Regions from separate parts of the Mus musculus genome. Here regions 1, 2 and 4 are each linked to region 3. A link is a contact called in public promoter capture Hi-C data. All regions are on one chromosome and are shown on one strand. Each heading gives the region's core, a stretch centred on a gene start, on an enhancer-like site or on the middle of the called end of the contact. The rest is flanking DNA. Distances are from core to core; before and after follow the strand shown.

Region 1 (5,366 bases), core at 2,399-4,898, 1.8 Mb after region 3:
GCTGACTAGGCCAACTTTCTTAATAGTAAAATTTAGATGGAAAATTAACATTAAAGAAAGTTTACTCTTGTTGCAAGATTTTCCCTGTCCAATTACATTAGTGCAGAGGAGGTCTGTAATTGGACAGGGAAAGGGGAGGTGGAGCTAGGAGTGGCAGAGAGAGAGAGAGAGAGAGAGAGAGAGAGAGAGAGAGAGAGCATCTCAGGAGAGAGGGAGAAGGAGAATGGAGGCCGACATGATGATATCATAAGAATAATTGTGATAACGCTTTATCATTATTAATTGGCTGGCATCTTGTAAATTGTGATTTTATTGATACATAAATCTGATTGGTTAACTATAAGCTTTAAGAATTTTATTTCTACTGGGTAATTTGGTGTTGTGATGGCTGGCTGTGGGTTGCATGGGACATGGAGCCCACTAAGCTATGCTGATGAGTCAGTCAGATCCAGATGTCCTGTTTCCACAAGCATGTCCTCCATACATCCTGATATATCCCAGGAAGGAGTTCTGGCAGGGTTGCAGACCTTTCTTAACTGTACAACATGAAGTCTACTGAGTAGAAAGTTGTCCTTTTTAACCATTAATTTTCTCCCAGAATTATAATTTCTCATAGATCTAAATTGGAGGAATGGGGAGAAGTCTAAGCTCTGAACCTTTAAATATCAAAATCACACATATACTCTGGTCTTATCTAACTTGGATATCATCAGGACAGCTGATTCCATAGGACAGGGAAACAAATCCCTCCTGTTCTCCCTATTATATGTTTCTGCATTCTTAGTTTACAACTCAAAAGGCACTTTATAGCCTGATGTCTCGGGAAACATTAGCAACTCCTGTGGTTTGTGGTGCATTCTCAGATGAAAGTCCAGTAGAAAACCTTCTGGAATTTGAAGCTAGAAAAACTAATTTGTGTGCAAAAGATTAACCTTATATTTTGTGCTTTTACCACACAGAGAAATAACTAATGTGGCAAGCCTGACCATTCTTGTAAAACTAATAATGGAAGCATTACCACAACCTAACAGGACAATGATAGTGGTGGCAGGAGTGGTGGTGGTTGTCATGGGGATAGTGATGATGGTGGTGGTGATAGTGGTAGTGATGATAGTGGTGATAATGACAATGATGATGGTGATGGTGTGGTGGTGGTGGTGGTGGTGTTTGTGGTGATGATGGTGATAGCAATGACGATAATGGTGGTGTTGGTGGTAATGATATAGTAATGATGATGGTGGTGGTGGTGGTGATGGTGATGGCAATGATGACGATGATGGTGGTGGTGGTAGTAGTGATAGTGATGAAGGTGATGGTGGTGGTGGTGTTGATGGTTATGATAGTGATGATGATGAAAAATGATGATGATGAAGGTGGGAAAAGGAAGCTATGAAAGGTGATTGATACAACTTCAGTGGCTGTAGTTTAACAACTACATGGCTTCCCCCCAAATCATTTAGTTATACACATTAAAGATGTCCAATTTTTATATCAATCTCACCTTAATAATAAGGATTAGAAGTAAAAAAAAAAAAACCACACTATAAAAAGCTTACACACCATACATAAATTTCTTGTCTATTAGGCAGGCTCTAATAAAAAAAAAAGCAAGGCATGAACTTAGACAATAACAATCAACCAGACCTCCCAAAGATCCCAGGGACTAAACCACCAACCAAAGACTACACATAGAGGGACTCACGGCTCCAGCCACATGTGTAGCAGAGGACTGCCTTATCTGGCATCAATGGGAGGGAAGTCCATTGGTCCTGTGGAGGACCCAGCATAGGGGAATGCTAGGACACTGAGGCAGGAGTACCCTCATATAAGCAAGGGGGATCAGGGGAAGTAGGGGAATTATGGATGTGAAATTGGGAAGGGGATAATATTTGAAATGTAAATAAACAAAATAACCAGCCTCTTGAAATCTCTCTCTCAGTCAGTACAAGAGTCACTTTCACAGATTCATACCTCTCAAGTCATATTCCTGGCCTTAGCTCTCTGGAAACAAAGATGATTTCATGACCCCTTTAACCTTGTATCCTCCATGACATTAAAGCCAGCACCATAAGTTGACAACTGCCAAGTTTTCCTGCCTACTTGGGATGGAACTTGGTCCTCTTGACACACATTTGCAGAACATTTATTTCTTGTTTCTTTCTAGGGACAGAAAATTCTTTAGACCTTTTCTCTTAGAAAGTTGGAACCTTAGCTAGGTGGAGTCTTTCCCTGTGGGTGCTCTTCTTTTCACTCCAATGGAGATCAGACTTCTCCTTAATTTTGCTTTCTCTCAGCACAGTCCTCGGATATGAAATTAAGTTTTCACTGTGCTTTTTCTCTTCAAATTGTAGTTTTGTATTTATTTTTGGCCCACTTGTTCTTTTTCATTGTAGATCTGCAGACAGTGATTACTAGTAATTCTGTGATAAAGTCTATAATAGGCTATTTTGAAATATCCTCAAGCAAAGAATTTAGCTGATTACTTTTTAAGTTTTCCTGAGGCAAACTCAAGACTAGAGCAGAAAGAAGCTACATTGTTTGTCAAATTATCTTAGGAATGGTCTCTATCACAGTGGCTAATATTATTCTTCTGTGAAAGTTCTTGAGTATGCATAGTTCTCATCACTACTTTTTTCCAAGATCCTAATAGGAAAGCCCATGAAATTCTGCTTACAGTGTTCAACAGTCTTTCTTCATAAATATATATAAAAATGGTCTAATTCTTACTTCAGCATGATCAACAAATTTTCAGGACGCATTATTGGATCACAATGTCTAGAAATCAGATTTCCGAGGACAGTGTTTCTTCTCCTTCTCTGTGCCATCTTACCAACAAGTCTAGGGAAAACCTTGAGTCCTGAAACTGCCCATAATTTTACTGAATAAGCTTCCCACTTTAATTTGGACATTGGGCCTTTCTGTGCAGGTGGAGTTTTTGCCAACATTTTAGGTAAGATGTATATTCTGATTTTTCAGATGTATGCCTTTTTATGTGGGGTGAACATTTCTGAACTAATCAACTGGAAAACACTACATAAGTTGATTATCAGCTTAATGATATTGTTTTCTCTCTTCTTTGTTTGAAGAGATATCCACTAATCTCAGCATATCAAGATTCATAAATACAAATAAGATATCTACATTTTGAGAAATTATTTATTTTCTAAAGTATTTTCCTAAAATATTTATCATTTCTTGAGTTCATATTTTTCAAGGGAATAGTCTGCTTTCTCATTTTAAAATTATAGATTATTTTAAAGTCATAAAAGAGTGGGGGGTTGTTGCTTATTTTTTATTCTCAGTCTTATAGGATTACTTATATTTTCTTATCCTGCCTTATACTCAGAATTTCTATCAAGAAATATTTCTGCTCAAGTATATTTTATATATTTTAAGAAATAAAAAGACAACACAATGTTTTATGCACAGTCTAAATTCTCATCAGCAGTTGACATAGTGACAACAAGAAGGAGGGAAAGGGTGTGAGCAGAAGGTCTTTGTGACCTTACAGAGGTTTTTATCTTCCCTCCGGTCAATAGGGATAGCGCATCAAATAACACATTAGCATATAAAGCCATCTGCTTAGTATACAGTGCTGATGTGAGTTTTGATTTATGTAATCTGTTGGCCGTTTTCCTAGAATTTTCACAGTAGATAGAAATAGACTTTGTTTTCACATTGTCACTTCATGCTTAGCTCAAACAGCTAGGCGCAGTATTATATAAGCAGAATTTTAAAAAGTTTCAGGAAATTTAATGTCAATTACAAATGTGAAGGAATAGATCAACTTTAACAACAGATACATCAGAGCAAATGGTATATTCAGGTTTCCCAATTTTTTTTAGCCAGAGTGATTTGAATTTTTTGATTATTAATTTAATTTTAAATCCATTTCACGAGATATTTTTCAATAATATACCATTTATCACATCAAGTCTAGTATTTTATTTGAAATTTTACCCACCTCACTAACAGTTGATTGTGTACATCACACATTACTTTGAATAAATTTCATACACAAATCTCTTAAGTATTCTAACACCTGTATAAATGTTTATTTTTTAATTTTCACACATGGAGCTGCAAGATAACCATGGACTTATTTTAATATGCACTACCATGGATAGGAATTTAAGCTTTTATAGGAAACCCATGACATATAAAATTGAAATAAAAATTTAAAACAATAAAAATAAAAATAATGTATCTTTCTATGACTGATATGAGGAAGCTTATAATCTCCTTGCTCTGTTGATCATCCTCTGTTTATATTTCACTTATTCAATATTTTCTTTCTTCATCTTTTAGGCAAGTACTCGTTTTTCTAACATATGTTGCTGATTTTTATGGGTGTGCTTTTCATTTTCTTGAATAATTTTAAACCATAATTTTCAGTCTTTCTTACTTTTTAAAAATATGAGAATTGAGGCTGAAAGAGAGAAATGGCCTTCCAAAGGTCACACAGCCTGATTCTTCACACCTGGGATTCAAAATACCATGTTTCCCACAGGAAACCTTTCTGGTTCTATTGATTCACATTATTCAAACAACAAACTTCCCACCAAGTGCCTTTCTATTTGATACACACCACTCATGGCCATCAATTCACACTATGATAATCCAGTACTTTATGGAAAAAATAGAGAAATTTTACTGTGCTTAATTTGTGGTGTATTTTGGAAACAAGATTTATATTGGGTGTACAGCATTGAGAAATGGGACACTTCTACTTTTACTTAGATGTTTACTCATTGTAATTCTGAGAACTCCCCAAAAAAAAGAAAAATAAAAACTTTGGGAATAGAAAAGTCTCAGTTTCCTATGGGAGCTGATAAAGCTCCCCAGAAGCACCTACTGACAATGGGCTGTTAGCTACTAATGGCTCTGACAAAGGGAGGAGAAGCCCAGAGCTGAAACAGTTCCTGAAGTTTCCTCAAGACCTCACCAAATATAGTAAAACTAACATAGCAGCAAATCAGAAACCAATCCATGAAACCTTCACAGCACCCGCCAATGAAGTTTTAGATTACCTAAGCTTTGCTAAAAAAAAATTCCCCAGTTTCCTATAAAAGACTTGTGCCCCGTTGTCCAGGGTTGCCATTTTTGTTAAGTAGCTGATACCTACATGCAGGCTTCTTGCTTTGGGGAAATAAAAACACTCTTGCCTATTGCATACGTGAGTGGTGGTCTTTGTGTCTTGCTTTTGGACCTAACAATCCAAAAAACTTTCAAGTAATGGTAATGTTTATTTTATAAAATATAATTAATCCAAGTTTGTAAAATCGGTAACTGTATTTTCTGGAAAGGAAGCTAACTTTCAAAGGCGAAGGCTATGGTAACACACTGTAGAACTCTGTCATTTCACT
Region 2 (5,830 bases), core at 3,213-5,712, 1.2 Mb before region 3:
TTGTGCTCCACCTTATTTGTAGAGGCAGAATCTCTCACTTGAACACAGAGCTTTACCATTTCAGCTAGTCTGGCTAGCCAGCTTCCCTCAGAAATCCTCTGTCCCTTCCTGTCCCCCAGGCTGGGATTACTGGTGGCTGTTGAACTCCACCTACATTGGCTACCCTGTTGGGCATCTGAACTCCAGACCTCGAGATTTTGTGCAGCAAGTACTCATCTCCCCAGCCCCTAAACAAACAAACAAACAAACAACAAACAACCCAAATATACTTTACATAAAAAATTTTACTTATAATGAAGATAATTTTTAGAGCTGTTATATATATTCCATGGGGAAAAAAACCTCAACATTTTGAAGTGCTTAAAATGGTGACTTATACTAAATATGAGCCAAATAACTCTTAGCTATTATTATTTTATACAAACAATAGGAGATATAGAAAATATTCCTACTTCCTTATTAGTTGATAACATTTCCTTCCTAAGCAGCAACTGGGATACATGTTTGAACCTAATTCATATGACAGCAAATATTCAAAACTGGGAATTTTCTAGAAAACCTGGAGCATATGGTGTAGTAGTTAATCTTGGTCATCAGTCTGATTGGATATGGAATCAACTATAAGGATCTGCATTTCCTGGAAGTGATTAACCTAGATGGGAAAGCCTCCCGTAAGGCAGGCCTCCTCCAGTGAGTGGCATGCAGATCTAAGGAGACCCTAGCAAAGAGTTGCTTCTCTCTTTGCCTCTTGCTGGTGAGTGTATCTACCCTGTAGCTGCCACGGTGCTGCCATTCTTTCCTGACATCAGTACTCAGCCTTTTCAGCTCTCTAGTGTGGACTAAAGAACAATGTCTCCCCAGGAATCTTCCAGAAATCGAGTGACAGATTGGGACTGCTGAGATTTCCAGCCTTGGGGAGTGAGCTGCTACAGGGGTCTCAACATCTCCAGTGTGTAGACAGCCTCTGCTGACCACTCAGAGTGCCCAGCAGCTGTTGTGCAAGCCTATCTACTAAGTCTCTTGTGTAATATATGTTCACTCTGTTGGTTCTAGGGAAGCCTGGTTATTTTGACATATGTTTACTTCAGGTCTTTAAAACATTTTACATTAGATTTATGCGTTTTACTTTATGGGTGAGTGTTTTACCTGCATGTCTGTCTGTGTGCCGTGTACATGCTTGGTGCCTATGGAGGTCAGAAGAGGGCATCGAATGGATCTCCTAGAACTGGAGTTATAGGTGATTGTGAACTATCGTGTGGGCACTGGGAATCCAGGTTCTCTGCAGGAGCGACGGGTACTCTTAACCACTGAGCCATCTCTCTCCAGGCCATGGTTACTATAAATACAGTACACTTGTGCTTACTAAGTTAGGCTACTTAGTGAATTCTTGCTACTGAGACTATAACTTCAGTCACACCCCCCGCCCAATATGTGTTTATTTGAGATAGGGCATCACAAAGCCCAGGCAGGTCTTGAACTTGCTATGTAGACTGGCCTAGGATTCTGGAGTTTGCCTTACTTAGAAAGAACTAGGATTACATGCATGCCAATCATTTAATTACTTTTAAATGATTGATCTTTGAATTCTCAGTAGAATATGTTTAGCTGAGGGCTTTGACCTGGAACCTCCTTGTCTATTATTTTTTAATCTCTATGAAGACATATGTGTGTGTATATACACATATGTATATGTATATGTATATACTATATGTATATATACACACACACACATATAGTCTCATAGAACTCACTATGTTTATCATAGAACTCACCATGTTCTATGGGCTGGCCTTGAACTCACAGAGATCTGTCTGCTTCTGCCTCCCCAGCGCTGGGGCATGCACCACCATGTCCAACTTTCTCCATGAGTCTGAAAATCTTCCTTTCCACTGGAGGTGATATAGTCAGTTGAGCAGACAACTGTTTTTCCCCTTTCCTCTTCCCTTCTTTGTACTGGGGCTAGAGCCCAGGCTCTTGTAAAGTCTCTTTTTTTTTTTTAATATTTATTTTATGTATATGAGTATACCATAGCTGTCTTCAGACACACCAGAAGAGGGCATCAGTTCCTATTACAGATGGTTGTGAGCCACCATGTGGTTGCTGGGAATTGAACTCAGGACCTCTGGAAGAGCAGTCAGTGCTCTTAACCGCTGAGCCATCTCTCCAGCCCCCTGTAAAGTCTCTTTATGCCTATGCTCAAGCTGGTCTTCCATTGTAATCCTCCTGTCGCAGCTTTTCAAGTAGCTAGGCTTATAGGCCTACCTCAATGAACCCACTTACAATTCTGCTTATAATTATGTTCATTTCTAATGATATACTTGCTATTTTAGGTTTGGGAGAAACTTCTGTGAAACACTTTGGTTTTATCATCAACAAGTTGCGTCTTGGGACTAGTTACTTTTACAAATGGTTGAAAACCAACTATTTTACCTTCCTTTAGGGGAATGAGCTTCTTTTGCCTTCCCCCAAATCAAGTGATGTCATATTTGGGTTCTGCATTTCTTCATGGACTTATCAGTCAATGTTTTCACTACATGTATAGAATATAAGTATGTTTGATTATCATTTCCAATTCTATTGGGCAATAATTTATAGAAAGTGAATTTTCCATGTTTAAAGTATCCACTTTAGCCTTGGTATTTTTTTTACACCCAGCAAATCATCATTATTATCAATAAAGAGAATGTCTCTATGACCCTGGAAGATTCTCATTGTCTTGTTGCAGTTCATTCGTTCGTTCTCCACCTCTGGCCCATGCAATTACTGACTTTGCTTTTGTTCTTATCAAGGTGTGACTTCACAGAAATGAAGCTTCACGCTATATATTTTCTCTCTGCTTTCTCCAGTTCAGCATAATGATTTTGAGATTTATCTATTGTAGGGAGCAAATGAAGTCCTGAGTGAGTGGGCTTCACCATGTCAGGTACCCCAGTGCGTCAGCCCTGTGGAGATGGCAAAGCCTTCCCTGGGTCTGGAAAGGCTCAGAGGGATGGCCAAGCCTTCCTCTGGACCATTTACAGGCATTGGTCGTGTGGGCTGAAAAGGTCACCATTGCTGCCCATGGACTGCTTTCCTACAGAGACTGCCCCACCGCTCTCCCACTGAGTCTCCCTACACCTGCCTCCTTGTTCAGCTACACGCAATAACCCCACCTCCCCATTCAACTGTACATAATAAACTACACATAAACCATCTCCAGGACCCTGTGGCTTCTCAACCTTGGAGCCCAGACCACCCAATCTCAGCTTTTTTTCCCTGTCCATTTCTCTCTGTGTGTTTTCTTTTTCTTCCTTCACTCCTGGTATAGGAGGATGTGGCAATCTATAGTGAAGCATTTAGATCGGTCATTCTCTTTTAGTACCAAGTAGTAGTCCATTGTGCTGATGTAGCACGTTTGCTTTTGACAGTCAATTCCTTCCAACTGTGGCTACAGAAAAAGAGAAGGAAGCTACTACATCAGTATTCAAGCCTCTATGTGATATGCTTTAGTTTATCTTGGACAAGAGCTAAGAATGAAATGGCTAAGTCATGTTGTACATACATGTTTAAGTAAATATTTTGAGAGAACACAATTCCTCTTGTACATCTGCACTCAGACAAAAACGTTATTTATTGGACTTTCTGGGTTATGGGATTTTCTAGGCACGGAGAAGTCCTTAGCTCACTCCTCTTTGGCCCAACCAATTCTTTTGGACTTTAAACAGTTTCAGTGTACTGAAGCCACATTCCTACCGGCCTGATTGCTACCTGTTCTGCATCAGTTCAGGACTACAGGGCCAAGGGTCACCTAGGACCTTAGGTCAAAGGACAGCAAAAGTACCCTGCACACCTGTGGATCATGCTACCAGAAAAGCACACAAGAGCCCTTGAAGCTGCGTTCCGTTGGCTTGACTCAGATGTTGTTGGAAAAAGGTCCTGCCTTTGTTTGAGTGTGGGCTTTGGTTATTTATTTTAAATAGGTGTGGCTGTTTAATAAAGAGGGAAGGATCATCTGAATTCCCCAGAAGGGAGAAGGATGAGAGAAATTGTTTTACTTTAATAATTATCTTACCTTGTGAGCTGTAGTTTTCAAAAGTGCTATGCATACTAGTGTTCTGAGAACACATTAGAAACATCCAGCATTCAGATAAAAGATGCGGATACTCTGGGTTTGAGAGCTGTTTGAACAAAAACCTGAGGCCCCCTTGTTTGAGAACCACCGTGCTAAAACTCATTTCAGGGGTGCAGACAGTTGTAATTAGGCTGAGTGAAGCGTGGGCAGCAGGGATGACGCCCCTGCAGCGCGGGTCCACTTCCCCATCTTCCATCCCCCAACCTCAACACAAACCTCTTTAGTTAGCTCCTGCAAGCCTCCTTTCACCTGACTGCAAAGATCTGGTGGCCTCTCCCCTGGGTGCAGCAACTAAAACCTGGCGAGTGGATTTCAAGCGTGCGGGTGGGGGTGCGGGACGAGCATGCGCAGTGGCGCGAGCGCAGGAGCAAGGAGGCGGGTGAGTGGCAGCCGCAGCGGAGCGGACCAGACCAGCGGGCGCGGGGATCCCGGGCAGGAGCTGCCGAACGGCCGCCGCAGGTACCGGGGGCTGGGTGCCTGAACGCACAAGCGGGCGTGGGTCAGGAGGGGGAGGCCGGGCAGGAAAGGCAAGCTTGGCTTAGCGGCGCTCGGCGAGGGCTCCGGGTTCCTCCGACACCTGCGGGCGCGCTCCTGCCCTGCGGCGGAGTCTTGCGCTCAGGTGTGAAGTCCTGTGTGTCGCTGCTTAAGCCCCAGCCCAGGAAGCACATCGTGATACCCTGCATCTAGGAAGGGAGGGTACTAAGTTTTCTGGTTTAAACTTTGCGTGGCTGTTGAAGAGGTTTTTCTGATCCGTTGGTGTGTCTCTTAAGTTGTGTTACTGTGTTCGCCTCTGGTGCACAGGCGAATGTAGGGACAGAATGAAATTGCATCCGTGTTTGCTGGACTTAAGTGCCTTTCCAGGAGCCCTGGGGCCTCTGGATGCAGTGCAAGAAATGTCAGTCTTAGGGGAAAGTGCCAAGAATTTTGTGCGATTCAGCAGGCTGCATTTTCGAGTATAAGCTTTAAAAATTAAAAAGAAAAAAATACCAAAACAAAATACAGAAACCCATTTTTAACATTATTACCCCCATCCCAGGCTTCAATGAGTAGTATTGAAAAGAAAAACTTTCCTAGTTATTTACATTGTGTGACTTATACAGACATGTATCCTACCTCAAAGCTGTTGTAGACTGTATGGGGCCAACACGGAATGAACATTTCTTTGTTGGAGGAATGTGGAATCATAACTAGAATTTCAGGATGAATACAGAGACCAATGTTTTGGCCCCACAAAGGTGAAGCAAGGGCATTTAATTCCACGCCCCACCTCTTGTAACCAACTCCTCTTTAAACTTAATTCATTAGTGAAATTCTATAGGAAAGTGTTAAATTTGTGATGCGAGAGGCACGTGACCGTAGTAAGTGTAGGAAACGGAAAATTGAAGTTGAGGAGGAAAAAACAAACTAGAAAAGAGATCACAGAAGACCCCCCCCCCTTCCCTTTATTTTCCTGCCGTGAGGGTTTTAATGGTCGAAATAATATACAGTTGGTCTGGTTTTGTTCCGAGGGACCTCTGAGGTCAGCCAGTTCAGCTGCTTCAGTTTACAAATGAGAAAGCTGAGACCAGGGAGGTTAGATGACTTGCTCTGCCCGCGCTCGCCCCTCAGGGCCAAGCAGGGCCTGGGAAGCTGGTTTTCTGATTTCAGGGATCTCTTTACTGTGCCTCTCTGATATTCTTCTTGTTGTAGATGATTGACCTTTCTTTCTCTTCCAGCCTC
Region 3 (5,374 bases), core at 1,206-3,705:
CACATGGGGAGGACTACCATGCTTGACTCTTCAGCTTGGGGAGGACTACCATGCTTGACTCTTCAGCTTGGGGAGGACCACCATGCTTGACTCTTCAGCTTGGGGAGGACCACCATGCTTGACTCTTCAGCTTGGGGAGGACTAACATGCTTGACTCTTCAGCTTGGGGAGGACTACCATGCTTGACTCTTCAGCTTGGGGAGGACCACCATGCTTGACTGTTCAGCTTGGGGAGGACCACCATGCTTGACTGTTCAGTGCAGGGACAACCATTATTAACTAAATCTAATCAAGAATTATTTAAGTCAAAGTTTAACTACTTTTATAAAACAATATCCCTACCACAGAGAAGAAAATTGATAAAAAAAAAAAAACTGTTATAATTCAAGCACATGGAGAAATCTTCCCTTCCAGTAAGGGTTTAATCTTAACTATGTGTTGTATCGCTAAAATATGCACAGCCCTTTGATCTGATGCTTAGGATGACAGTGTTTCTGGCTTCTCAGATTACACCCTGCATCTTTTTGATTATTTATTACCCAAGATAGAGAAAGCTCCTGGTAAATCGATTATGGAGAAAGGGAGAATGACTCACGTCTAGGGCTCGGCCTCTGAAAGCGCTGTGCCCTTCTCTTTTGGCCTGTCTCTCCCACCCTGAAAAGTTTTGCTGTGTGCTGTAGGACCTTCAGTACAAAGAAACTTAGTGGAGCTCTGAATTGGCTTCGAGAAAGCAAGCTGCACTACATGGCCTTAACGGTCTGTCCTACAGCTCAAGTGGCTCAAGGGTAGGCTATCTCATGCTTTCCCTTCAGGACCATTCCTTGTTAACATCAGTCCATCACACGCTTAGCACATGAAAGGTGCCCTCATCTTGTTTCCCTGGAGCCCAGACATATAAAAGGGCCTCCTCCAAAAAGAAGGAGAAGTCAAAAAGTATGTTCTTTGCTATCCGTTTTGGCAGCCCTTGACTGTTCCCATTATGTTCAAAGCTGTTACCTTTTACTTGGTAGGATAAGGGTCATGAAGTCAGTTGGTAGTGAGACAATTTGTCTCAGTACCAGCTCAGTGCTAGTGCCTTGTAGCTCATCTTAATAAACTAGATAAACCAGGCTAGTCTGTACAAACTCCATAATCACATTTTATTAAACTTCCCAAAAATGATGGATGCCATGGTAACTTGCACAGAAAGAGCATCACTTTGGGAGGTTAAACCTTAAATTAAAACCTTTTTTCCCCTCTGTAGTTTAAAGAATTGGGTGTTCTTACTTATACATATTATTCCAGCACCCAGGAGGTTGAAGCAGGAAGATCACTGTGAGTCTGAGGCCAACCTTGTCTATAGAGTGAGACCTGTCTAAAATGAGAGAGAGAGAAAGGGGGAGAGAGAGGGAGAGAGAGAGGGAGAGAGAGAGGAGAGAGAGGGAGAGGGAGAGAGAGAGAGAGAGAGAGAGAGAGAGAGAGAGAGAGAGAGAGAGAGAGAAGTGTGTGTGTGGTGTGAGAACACAAATAAGTATTATAAACAAGACCATATTAAATCAGGCTAAGCAATGGAAAATGTTAAATAGGAAATTCTTGGTTTAACACTTTTATTATCAGAAGCTAAAATAGTGTTCACAGGATGAAAAAGGATTTGGACACAATTATTCCCATTACAAGGGTGGGGTCTGTTTCTACGAGTATTTCTTCTTGAAAATAGTTGAAAGGGTATTTCCTCCATGCAGTCTGAAGCCATTCCCTTAACTTTGCCTGGCTCCTCTGGCTGCCTGTGGAAGAGGCTGCGCTGACTGACTGCATTGCCACCACAACCTACTACCATGACTAGCGCTCCATGACTCCCCGCATGACAAAGGACTGCAGCTGTCAACAGACTCACATACTGTGCTGCCTCAGAGCCTGTCACTGTGACAGCTGCTCTGTGGTCAGGCGGAATTTCTGCCGCTCCTCTGGAAAGAGGTTAGCATCCCTAACACTGCGGCACCTCTCGCTGAGCTAATGACACTTCAATCAGCATGTTCCCCTCACTTTCTGCACTTTGCCATCTGAGCACAAGTCTCTAATTACTACGCCCAGGCAACAAGTTACACATCTACCCCACCATTTACACACTCACCATACACCATCGCCCCTCCAGTCTCATGCAAGAAGCGGAATCGGTGATTTTTAAATAACCAGATTGTTAAAATGGTAAGGATGAGCAAAAAATTAAACGCGAGTAGCTCCACTGCTCCCTGGTGTTGAAAATGATCTTCATCCTTCCCTGACGTAAACCGAAGCTGCCCAGCCATTCTCCACTCGACCGACTGTGATGCTCAGAGAAATCCCTGGACAAGGGATGAGCCCTTAGATGAGGGTTGCCTAGGATAGACTGGCGCCCACAGAATTTCAGAATAAACGCTGCTACTTTGTTGCTACTTCGCAAGCAATTCAGATGGCTTAGCATTCAGACCGGCTTCTCGTTACAACTTCCTGTTTCTCTCTTAAAGCAGCCCCGTCTCTTTTCAAACTCCAGAGGGTGGTTTCATCATAAAAGATTCTGTCTTTAAATGATTCACTCTGGAAAGAGATCTTCCACACTGGTCAAATCTGCCAGCAAGATGCTGATGTCCAGACTCGTGGCCCTCCTGTTTCCAGCATGATTTCTTAGTCTGTATGCAACTGGCAAATTGTACATTGATAGTAAGACAGTTCAACCCGGCACATCAATAGTTTTCAGATTCAAAAGGGCAAGTCCAGACCCTTAACTTCACCTACTCAGGTTTCTCCCCTCCCACCACAGCCTCCCAGGGGAGGATTGACAGGTATGATTTCACAGGACTATTTCTGAAGTTGAGAGGCACAGATCCAGTGCACGATTCTCTGACTTTTTATAATTGCCGGTCAACTAAAATAATCAAAAAGAAAAGTCTAGCCCCAGTCCTTTAACGGTGCTATTTAAATTTGTTGAAGAAAAAAAGGAAGAGAGATAGAGAAGGTGGAGGATGGAGGGAAGAAGGGAGGGAGGGAGAAAAGGGAGAGGGAGGTGTTTAAGACTGGTACCTCCAGTTCTTCTGCTTCCTAGGCAAACATCAAGATTTCCTTGTCTTTACCAATCAGTCACCATGCAGCCAGGTCTGCTGTGGAGACCCCCACATCTCACCACATGGTAAAATGGACGAGTGTTAATGTCTGGCTTCTATTCTGATAGAATTAGAATTCCATTTCTGTATTGTAAGGCACCCTGAAAAAAATATGACACTAAAGGCTTTGAGACAAACACATAATAATATTATGGTCTTACAGACCTGTAACTCTAGCGTTCAGGAAGCTGAGGCAAGAGGATCGCTGTGAATTCAAGGTCTCCCTGAGCTACATAGACACTGGAAGGTAACTACCCATCGGAAAGCTAATTTCCCACTCTGGGAGAGCATCAAGCACTCCAGTGCCTCAGCCTCTTTGCTTATGCAACTCCGAGCTGGAGTTGGTTTTCTCTGTGTGCTTGGCTCAGCAGGGGGCATCTGTGTGCACAGCAGATGTTTTTACCCATGGTCCCTTTTGGCACGCATCTCTGTGATGACTAATACTGGAGTTGTCTTGAAGCCTGTCAGCTATTGCTTGCAAGCATTTGCCAGCAGCCTCACCTTCCGTATTCAAAAACCCACAGGTGAGTCGTTAGATTTACAAGATAATGCAAATTCAAAAACGAGAGAACTTCCTGGTTTTGCTGCTTTTAAGGCAGACTTGCTCTTCGATTGTCTTACCACATCTCTTTCCCTCTTCCTGTGAAGAGACCCAGGAAGTGGGTGAGAAGGAGCAGGAGATTGTTTGCCTGACTCTACAAGCTTTTCAAAAGCTTTAAGCTTGCTGTTGAAATAAGGCAGTGTAGGAAGATGAAGGAATTGTGGGTAGAGAAAGGAAGGCCTCACCTGGAAGCCTGGCCCAAGCCTGCTGCCTGGAGCATGGAGAATGGCAGCACTGTCAACAGCAGTTGGCTAGGACGATTTGGAACAAAGACAGTATTTCTCGTCCATAGAGACGCTTCACTGGGAACATTAAAATGGAAAGCTGTTTTCTTGAGGCATAAGGACACATGGCCTCTCTACCTTTCCAGTTGTAAAAGCTAGGACTCTCAAAACATCATTTACAAGCAAAAGACTGGTTCTAACTCTCTGATTCAACTCTGTAACTAATTTTTTGTTTGTTTGTTTGTTTTTTCATATTATCAGTTTACAATCCCATCCAAGGCGTCTCTGGGAAGACCGTAAATTTTCATTTGTTAAAAGAAAGGAGAGGGCTGGCGAGATGGCTCGGTTGAGTAAAGGTACTTGCTGCCAAACCTGATGACTTGAGTTCGATTCCCTGGGTCCGTGGGTTCAGTGGAGAGAACGAACCCTTGCAAGCATTCTTCTGGTCCTTCTCATGATTCAATGAGTGCTGTCCTGAGGCCAGCTGTCAGTGTTGACGGTGTCTCCCTCAACAATCTGCACTGTGGCCTTGCTCCCATCCAGCTACCTTGCTTCCTTTGTGAATCTGTGTGAACCGTGTTTTCAGTTCTTTGGATAAGAAACCTAGTAACCAGAGCTGCCTGACCCCAGACACTAACCAACAGTAACAGTTCTGGGTCCTAGTAAAACTAGAACAACTAATTACAGGAATAGCCAAGGTTCCCAACATTACTAAGTGCTGTGCTGTCTATATTAAGGAGATAGATGCTGACAGATGGACGATTATCAACTGGAAATGACGGCACTGTGCTGGCACCTGATGACGATAACCCTTCAAGCCACAAGCTCACAGGAACCTGGTTTGGAACTCAAAACACAGCGGTTGTCTTAACTAGCTTTGGATTGTGATGATCAAAAACAACTTGGCGAGGAAAGTTTATTTGGCTCGTACATCCAGATCATAGTCTCTCATAAAAGGAAGTTGGGGCAGGAACCTGGATACAAGAATTGATGCAGAGGCCACAGAGGAACCCTCCCCATGGGCTCACTTAGGACCATGTGCCCAGGAGTAACGCTACTCTGCAGAGGGCTAGGTGATCCCACATCAATCACTAATTGAGAAAATAGCACACAGACTTGCCAAACAGGCAATCTAACACAGGCATTTTGTCAACCAAGATCCCTTTTCCCAGATGACCCCAGCTAGTATCCAATTGAGAAAACAAAACAAAACAAAAACAACCAAAAAAAGCTAAGCAGCACAACTGTGGAACGCAAAGCAAGGACCCAAGAGAAACTACTGAAGCTTTCCAATCCCTTTCTCAAAACCTGTTGTGAACTGAGTTGAAGGCGCCTGTTCTACAATGCCACATGCAAGTGAGAGAGGAAAGAGAAAGGACAGAACTGCCTGACTCACTACCACCATCAGCATACCCTGCCTCAGCTTGCCCACA
Region 4 (5,409 bases), core at 784-3,283, 1.1 Mb before region 3:
TACACCTTCATGGGAATCGAACTCAGGGCTTCAGGTTTGAACAACCAGCACTCTTATCCACTAAGCCATCTCACCAGCCCTCATATGAAGATTAAAAAAAAAAAAAAGACAAACTGCGTGATTGTTATAAACTTAGTTTGTGATGAAATCATTTGAGTGGATAAAATAATTAGCATTAATTTATTGTCTCCAGTGTCCAAGTACCACAACTAGATTCTTGGACCTCAGCTAAGACAAGTAGAAACAGCCTTTTGACTTACATCCTAGTAGAGACGGCCAGCCAATAAAGCAACAACAAGAAATGAAGCAGGGAAGAAACCGAGAGACCATTGGAGTGGGGGGAGATTTGCTGCAGACTGACTGAGAGCAGAGGGGGAGGTTTTCTGGGTAGCGAGGTCAGGGCTCTCTGAGGAAAAGCAATCGAGTGGGCGCCATGAAAAAGAGACAGATGTGCTCCTCGGGAGTAAAGGGAGGAGAACATGAAAAATATCAGTAGCATCCTACTTGTAGGACTAGATCTAAATCTGAGTTTCTTTCCCCTCTCTGGCTGGAGTTGTGATTCCTCTTTTGGTTTCTGTTTTGTTTGCCTGTGACTTGATGGAGTTGCTTAGAGTAATATGCCACTTTTGAGTTTTTTGAATACCATTGTTCATCATAACTCCAATACTGATCTACATATCACATGTGCTAAGTATGTAGGTATTGTTAGAATGTCCCAATTTATGCCCGCTGAGCAGTTTGTCTGTATCGGAGACAATCCAAAAGCCTGCATTATAATTATCAGCTTGCCTGAAGTAGGCTCTCTAGTGCTTTGGAAGGTCTCTTAAGATTACTACCAAAGAGGGTTGGAATTCCCTCCAGTCTTAGAAAGTAATCCAGTCCCATAGTTCTTTGGATAAAGAATCTGTGTATGGCTGTGAGTCATTTGAGTTAACTTCAAATACTGAAATTTCAGATAGCGCAGGATTAGATTTCTACTACTGGCTAAACATTTTGCTGAGCAACAAAGGAGGTGCATATACAAATGTATGGGCGCTCCTCTCTCCCACTGGCTTCACCTTGAGCCTCTTGGAAATTTCACCAAACTCATAAACTTGGAAGTGTATTAAACATTACACGACAACGGGGAGATCATTTAGAAACAAAAACTGGAGCAACTTGAGATTATCATTTACATCAAATACAGAAAACGTTTGAAAAGATGACTTCGACATCAAAGACTTTTAGAGAATATCTAAAGAGAACATTGATTTTTAAGAATTAGTAAGTTAAATGTTGAAAGAGAAACTAATGGGACAAAGTAGCCTGAATAGGAGAGGCAGTATTCCCCTCAAATTTAAGTACATTTATCCATTGCTTTAAAAATCTAAATCTTAAACGTAGAGTTCAGATTTTCCCCCTAGTGTTGACTGCAGGAAGCAATTAAAAATTATTGAAAAGATGCAGTTTTCAAGTCGCATTTGCTGGACGTCAGACAATTGTTGTCTAAATAGCGAATCTCTTAAAATTAGATAGGATAAATATAACGAATCCACTAAAAGGACTTGTATGGCGAGTAACTCCTAAACTGTGCTTATGCAACGGTTATAGGTCGCCTTTGACTTACATGCGAATACTTTTATAGTGACTTTGGAAATATCAGGAATGTTAGACCATATTAAATCACAAAGATTGTTTTTAAAACGCCTTTAGGAACGAGGGAACTGTAAACACAAACTCCATAATCAGGTTGCTTTGGCCAGGCTTTAGGACAATTCCGTACAGGATTTCAAGTAAACGTTAATCCTTCAGAAGCTCCTTGGCCCTTTTCTGTGCTGCAGTAGCAGCAGCAGCACAAACAGGCAGCGGATAAAATTACCTGAAATCCGCCACCAAGCGGTTCCCATGCCCTCAGGTGCTCAAAGATGCTGCAGACGCGCCCAAGATGCTAGGCGACCGACCAGAGAGGCGCGTCAGCCCTGGAGCCCCGCCCCTACAAGCCCCGCCCCTAGCCCGGCTTCGCCTTAAGCCCCGCCCCGGTGTCGTCGCCTCCGCGGGGCTGAGGATGACGTGAGGAGAAAGCCGCGAACCTCTGCCTCCTGTGGGTGCTGCTGGGCCAGCGGTTCCCACAGCCCCGGAGCCAGACGTGCTGCGAAGCGCACCGCCGAGCTCTCCGGCCGGCGGCCCCCTCACTCCCTCCCAGGCCGGGCCGCTCCCTGTGCGGCCCCTGCGGCTCCTGGCACGGCCCCGCGCTCGGCTGCCGCCCTGGCGCGCTCCACTCTGTCGTCCCCGGACGGGCGCGGACCAGCTCGACCGGGGCGCCGGCGGCTGGGCAGAGGGCGCTGGCCCCGGGGCCGCGCCAGCGCGGCCACCAACCTGGGGCTGTCCGTGGAGGGCGAGTGCTGGTTTCGGGGCGAGGCGACGCCCTTCGGGGCCAACGGGCCGCACGCCGATGTGGCCGTGGGAACGACTCACCCGTTTTCCAGCTCGGGGTCGGGGTCGGGGTCGGCGCCCATGGGGGCCCCGCCTCCGTCTCCTGGCCTGCCCCCGTCGTGGGCCGCGATGATGGCGGCCCTGTACCCGAGCACGGACCTCTCGGGCGTCTCCTCCTCCTCCCTGCCTTCCTCCCCATCCTCCTCGTCGCCCAACGAAGTGATGGCGCTGAAGGATGTGCGAGAGGTGAAGGAGGAGAACACCTTGAATGAGAAGCTTTTCTTGCTGGCGTGCGACAAGGGTGAGAGCTAGGCCCCCTTCTCCACCTCCGGACACCCTAGCACCCACTCCCCGGGTCCGGCCCCTGCCTCAACTTAACTCCTGGCACTCGTGCTTTTCCTTGTGTGCAGCGGCTATTCCCACCTCTGTGCAGCCCGCAGGACTTCTGCCTAATTGAGCTTGAGCAGCAGGCAGGTAGGGCGGGGGCGGTGGACTCGCGCAGGTGGGACGTTTCCATGGCGAGGAGGGAGCCTTGATCCCAAAGTTGCCCCACTTCTGTCACTAATAAACTCTAGTTTGAAGTTACTTCTTCCTTTGGGAGCCAGAGGCTAGTTTTGGACCTAATCCGAAAATTCTACGAATTTCCCTTAAGACTTCTCCGATTTATGGGCTGTCACCTTGTAGGTTTGTTGTTGTTGTTGTTGTTGTTATTTTTAAAAAAGACTTTTACTTCTGTTTAGCATCAGCCAGCAGTGCCTTAGCCTGTTACAGTTGAGTAGTATCCCATTATCTTTAACACAAATAATACGAAAAATCCTGCCCTAGTTGCCGAAACTTTCCCCAAATTTCTGGAACCCCTTTTAAATGTCGGTATTTTTTATTAGGGAGAAAGATTTATTGCTTCAGAGAGTTGGAGGGAGGCAAAGGTAGTAAAAAAAAAAAAAAAGTAAATATAGGCGAAATAATGTGGAATATACTGGTTTTGAATCTAAAAATTGATCACTTTCTGGCCACATTAAAAGACAAGCATGGAACTTGGTTGCTCCCAGATTGCTTTTATCTCTTATCTGAAAAACAAAAAAAGTACTGAAACATTCTCATTCCTCAGTTAAGCAGTTGGATGTTGAAAGGCAGTGTTTATTTGGGAAAACGTTGTTGGAACCATGCAGACTTCTGAAGCCTACTTCCAGAGGCCAGCTCACACTATGGGAAAACTAGTTACAGAAGTTTTTGGATTTGTTCACATATAGAGGTTTAAGTCAACAACATCTCCCTAAACCTTTTAAAGCATTTGAGATAGGTTTTTGTTTTTTTTTACATGATTATGTTTAATCTTAGCCAGGCCAAAAGGCAATCCCTTCTTGACATTTCATCATGGATTTAGAGCCAGGATGGGGAGGGCAGAATTCCCCGTGTCCCCTGGTTCCTCCTAGTTGTCTTCTGTCACCTTCGTGAGAGGCTTGCTGCATTATAAGGAAGGATGCTTTAGGTTTCTGTAGCAGCTTTGTGTGCCTCGGGGCTCAGGATGGTTTCAAAATGTGCAACATTTCCTGGAGAATATATGCCACTGTTGTATTAACACCTTCCTTAATATATTTAGTGGTACTTTCTGTTTTCCCTATTTTGGAGGAGATTTGAAGGGTGTGAGGTTAGGGAGGAGAGCGGTTTGGGTAATTAAGAAGCAGAGACCTGAGTATTTGGTTGAGAAGTTTTATATTGGTAGTCAGCACCTAATATAAAGATGTGTATGATGAGGAAAATAATTTGCATAAAGGAGGGGTGAAGAGAGTATAATTAGTATGTAGGGTACTGGAGCTATATAGGCATCGTTCTATACAGCTCACAAGTGTCACTGGTTATAGAACTTAAGCACTCTGTACAGGGACATTTTGTAAATCACCAAAGCTTTAGAACACACTAGTTGAGAAGTGTACCATGGGAAGTGGTTCGCGGTTATTTTAATGAAGGATGGTAGAGCAGCTAGCTACCTTACTGGCATATCTACTGACCTCACAATGTGTTTCGTTTTATTCTTTTTAACTTGCTGCTCTTTGCCTTGCTATTATAAACATGAAGTTCTTAATTGTGTTAAAGCATTGGACAAAAAGCTCTATTAATGAGTAACTGACTACGTCCATATTCTTTAAGAATTTTTCTCTAATAAAGATTTTTTTTTTTGAGACAGGGTTTCTCTGTATATCCCTGGCTGTCCTGGAACTCACTTTGTAGACCAGGCTGGCCTCGAACTCAGAAATCCACCTGCCTCTGCCTCCCAAGTGCTGGGATTAAAGGCGTGCACCACCACCGCCCGGCCCCATAAAGATGTTTTCTTTATGTGCAGTAGTGAGGAAGAGTAAGGGTAAAAATGTATGTGTATGTGCATAATGGATATCTCTGAGCACACACAAGTTAAGCTTCGGTTTAGCTTAAGTGGCCTAATGAGGTTTGGAAGGCAGGCTGGCCCTAGTACAGAGTCCTCTCTCCCCTGGGACGTTAAAAACACATTACCCAAGTGAAACATTAGTACATTGTGTGTTAAGAGACTGAAGGGTGTTTAAAGGTTAAATCTGAATGTACAAGCACTGTTGTAATCTCAGTTTCTCTTGTCCCTAGTACTATAAACTTCAGACTGATTGCACCAAATTTAGTGATGCCAAAGAACCTAAGACTAGGAGTAATAGTTTAATATAGGTAATGAGAAGTTCAAATGTTACTTAGAAGCCATAATTGATAACATTAAAAAGCAAAAGTGAACGATCAGGACTAAATTCCAGCACCAAAGCAATTACTTATGAGTTCCAGTAGGATTTCTTTGGGTTCCAAAGCTTTTTTTTTTCTCTTAATCTGTTTTAATATTAATTAGAAATATTTTAAGTAGAGTGTCATAATTCCATGTCAAAAGTATTTTGTAGAAAGTTTGGTTTGAAAAGATTTATAAATATTCTGACACAAAAGCTTCCCACACTTCACAACTAGCCTCAAATCTAGCTTGGGCCT

Evidence for each region. Promoter capture Hi-C pulls out the DNA fragments that hold promoters and counts their contacts.
Region 1: a promoter capture Hi-C map of hippocampal neurons shows a contact between it and region 3, with 15 times the contacts expected there. The contact joins the enhancer-like site here to the promoter of Slc9a9 in region 3. A contact is called at or near these places in 9 of 39 promoter capture datasets (the 3T3-L1 cell line, the C10 cell line, cranial neural crest and 5 more) and 1 of 484 Hi-C or Micro-C datasets (cerebral cortex).
Region 2: a contact with region 3 is called in a promoter capture Hi-C map of stem cell-derived epiblast-like cells, with 5 times the contacts expected there. The contact joins the promoter of Pls1 here to the promoter of Slc9a9 in region 3. A contact is called at or near these places in 6 of 39 promoter capture datasets (the C10 cell line, cranial neural crest, hippocampal neurons and 3 more), 1 of 484 Hi-C or Micro-C datasets (B cells), 2 of 115 datasets of contacts at active chromatin or transcription factors (T-cell acute lymphoblastic leukemia and astrocytes) and 1 of 9 other capture datasets (liver).
Region 4: a contact with region 3 is called in a promoter capture Hi-C map of hippocampal neurons, with 4 times the contacts expected there. The contact joins the promoter of Trpc1 here to the promoter of Slc9a9 in region 3. A contact is called at or near these places in 12 of 39 promoter capture datasets (the 3T3-L1 cell line, the HPC-7 cell line, cranial neural crest and 8 more).

Annotation. Positions count from the first base shown.
Region 1 is chr9:92,898,168-92,903,533 of GRCm38.p6, reverse strand. No RefSeq gene overlaps it. Among named protein-coding and RNA genes, the nearest start is that of 1700034K08Rik, 100 kb to the left of the region's middle. Within about 2 kb of position 3,648, at least 7 of the 459 cell types and tissues checked have an H3K27ac peak or open chromatin away from gene starts, as enhancers often do. A contact at or near this core is called in hippocampal neurons, where this site is marked.
Region 2 is chr9:95,843,911-95,849,740 of GRCm38.p6, reverse strand. It overlaps Pls1 (plastin 1 (I-isoform)), which reads left to right and starts at 4,462. Exons shown (of 16, transcript NM_001033210.3): 1 at 4,462-4,570.
Region 3 is chr9:94,666,973-94,672,346 of GRCm38.p6, reverse strand. It overlaps Slc9a9 (solute carrier family 9 (sodium/hydrogen exchanger), member 9), which reads right to left and starts at 2,455. Exons shown (of 16, transcript NM_177909.5): 1 at 2,111-2,455. The coding sequence starts at 2,285.
Region 4 is chr9:95,746,972-95,752,380 of GRCm38.p6, reverse strand. It overlaps Trpc1 (transient receptor potential cation channel, subfamily C, member 1), which reads left to right and starts at 2,033. Exons shown (of 13, transcript NM_011643.4): 1 at 2,033-2,713. The coding sequence starts at 2,542.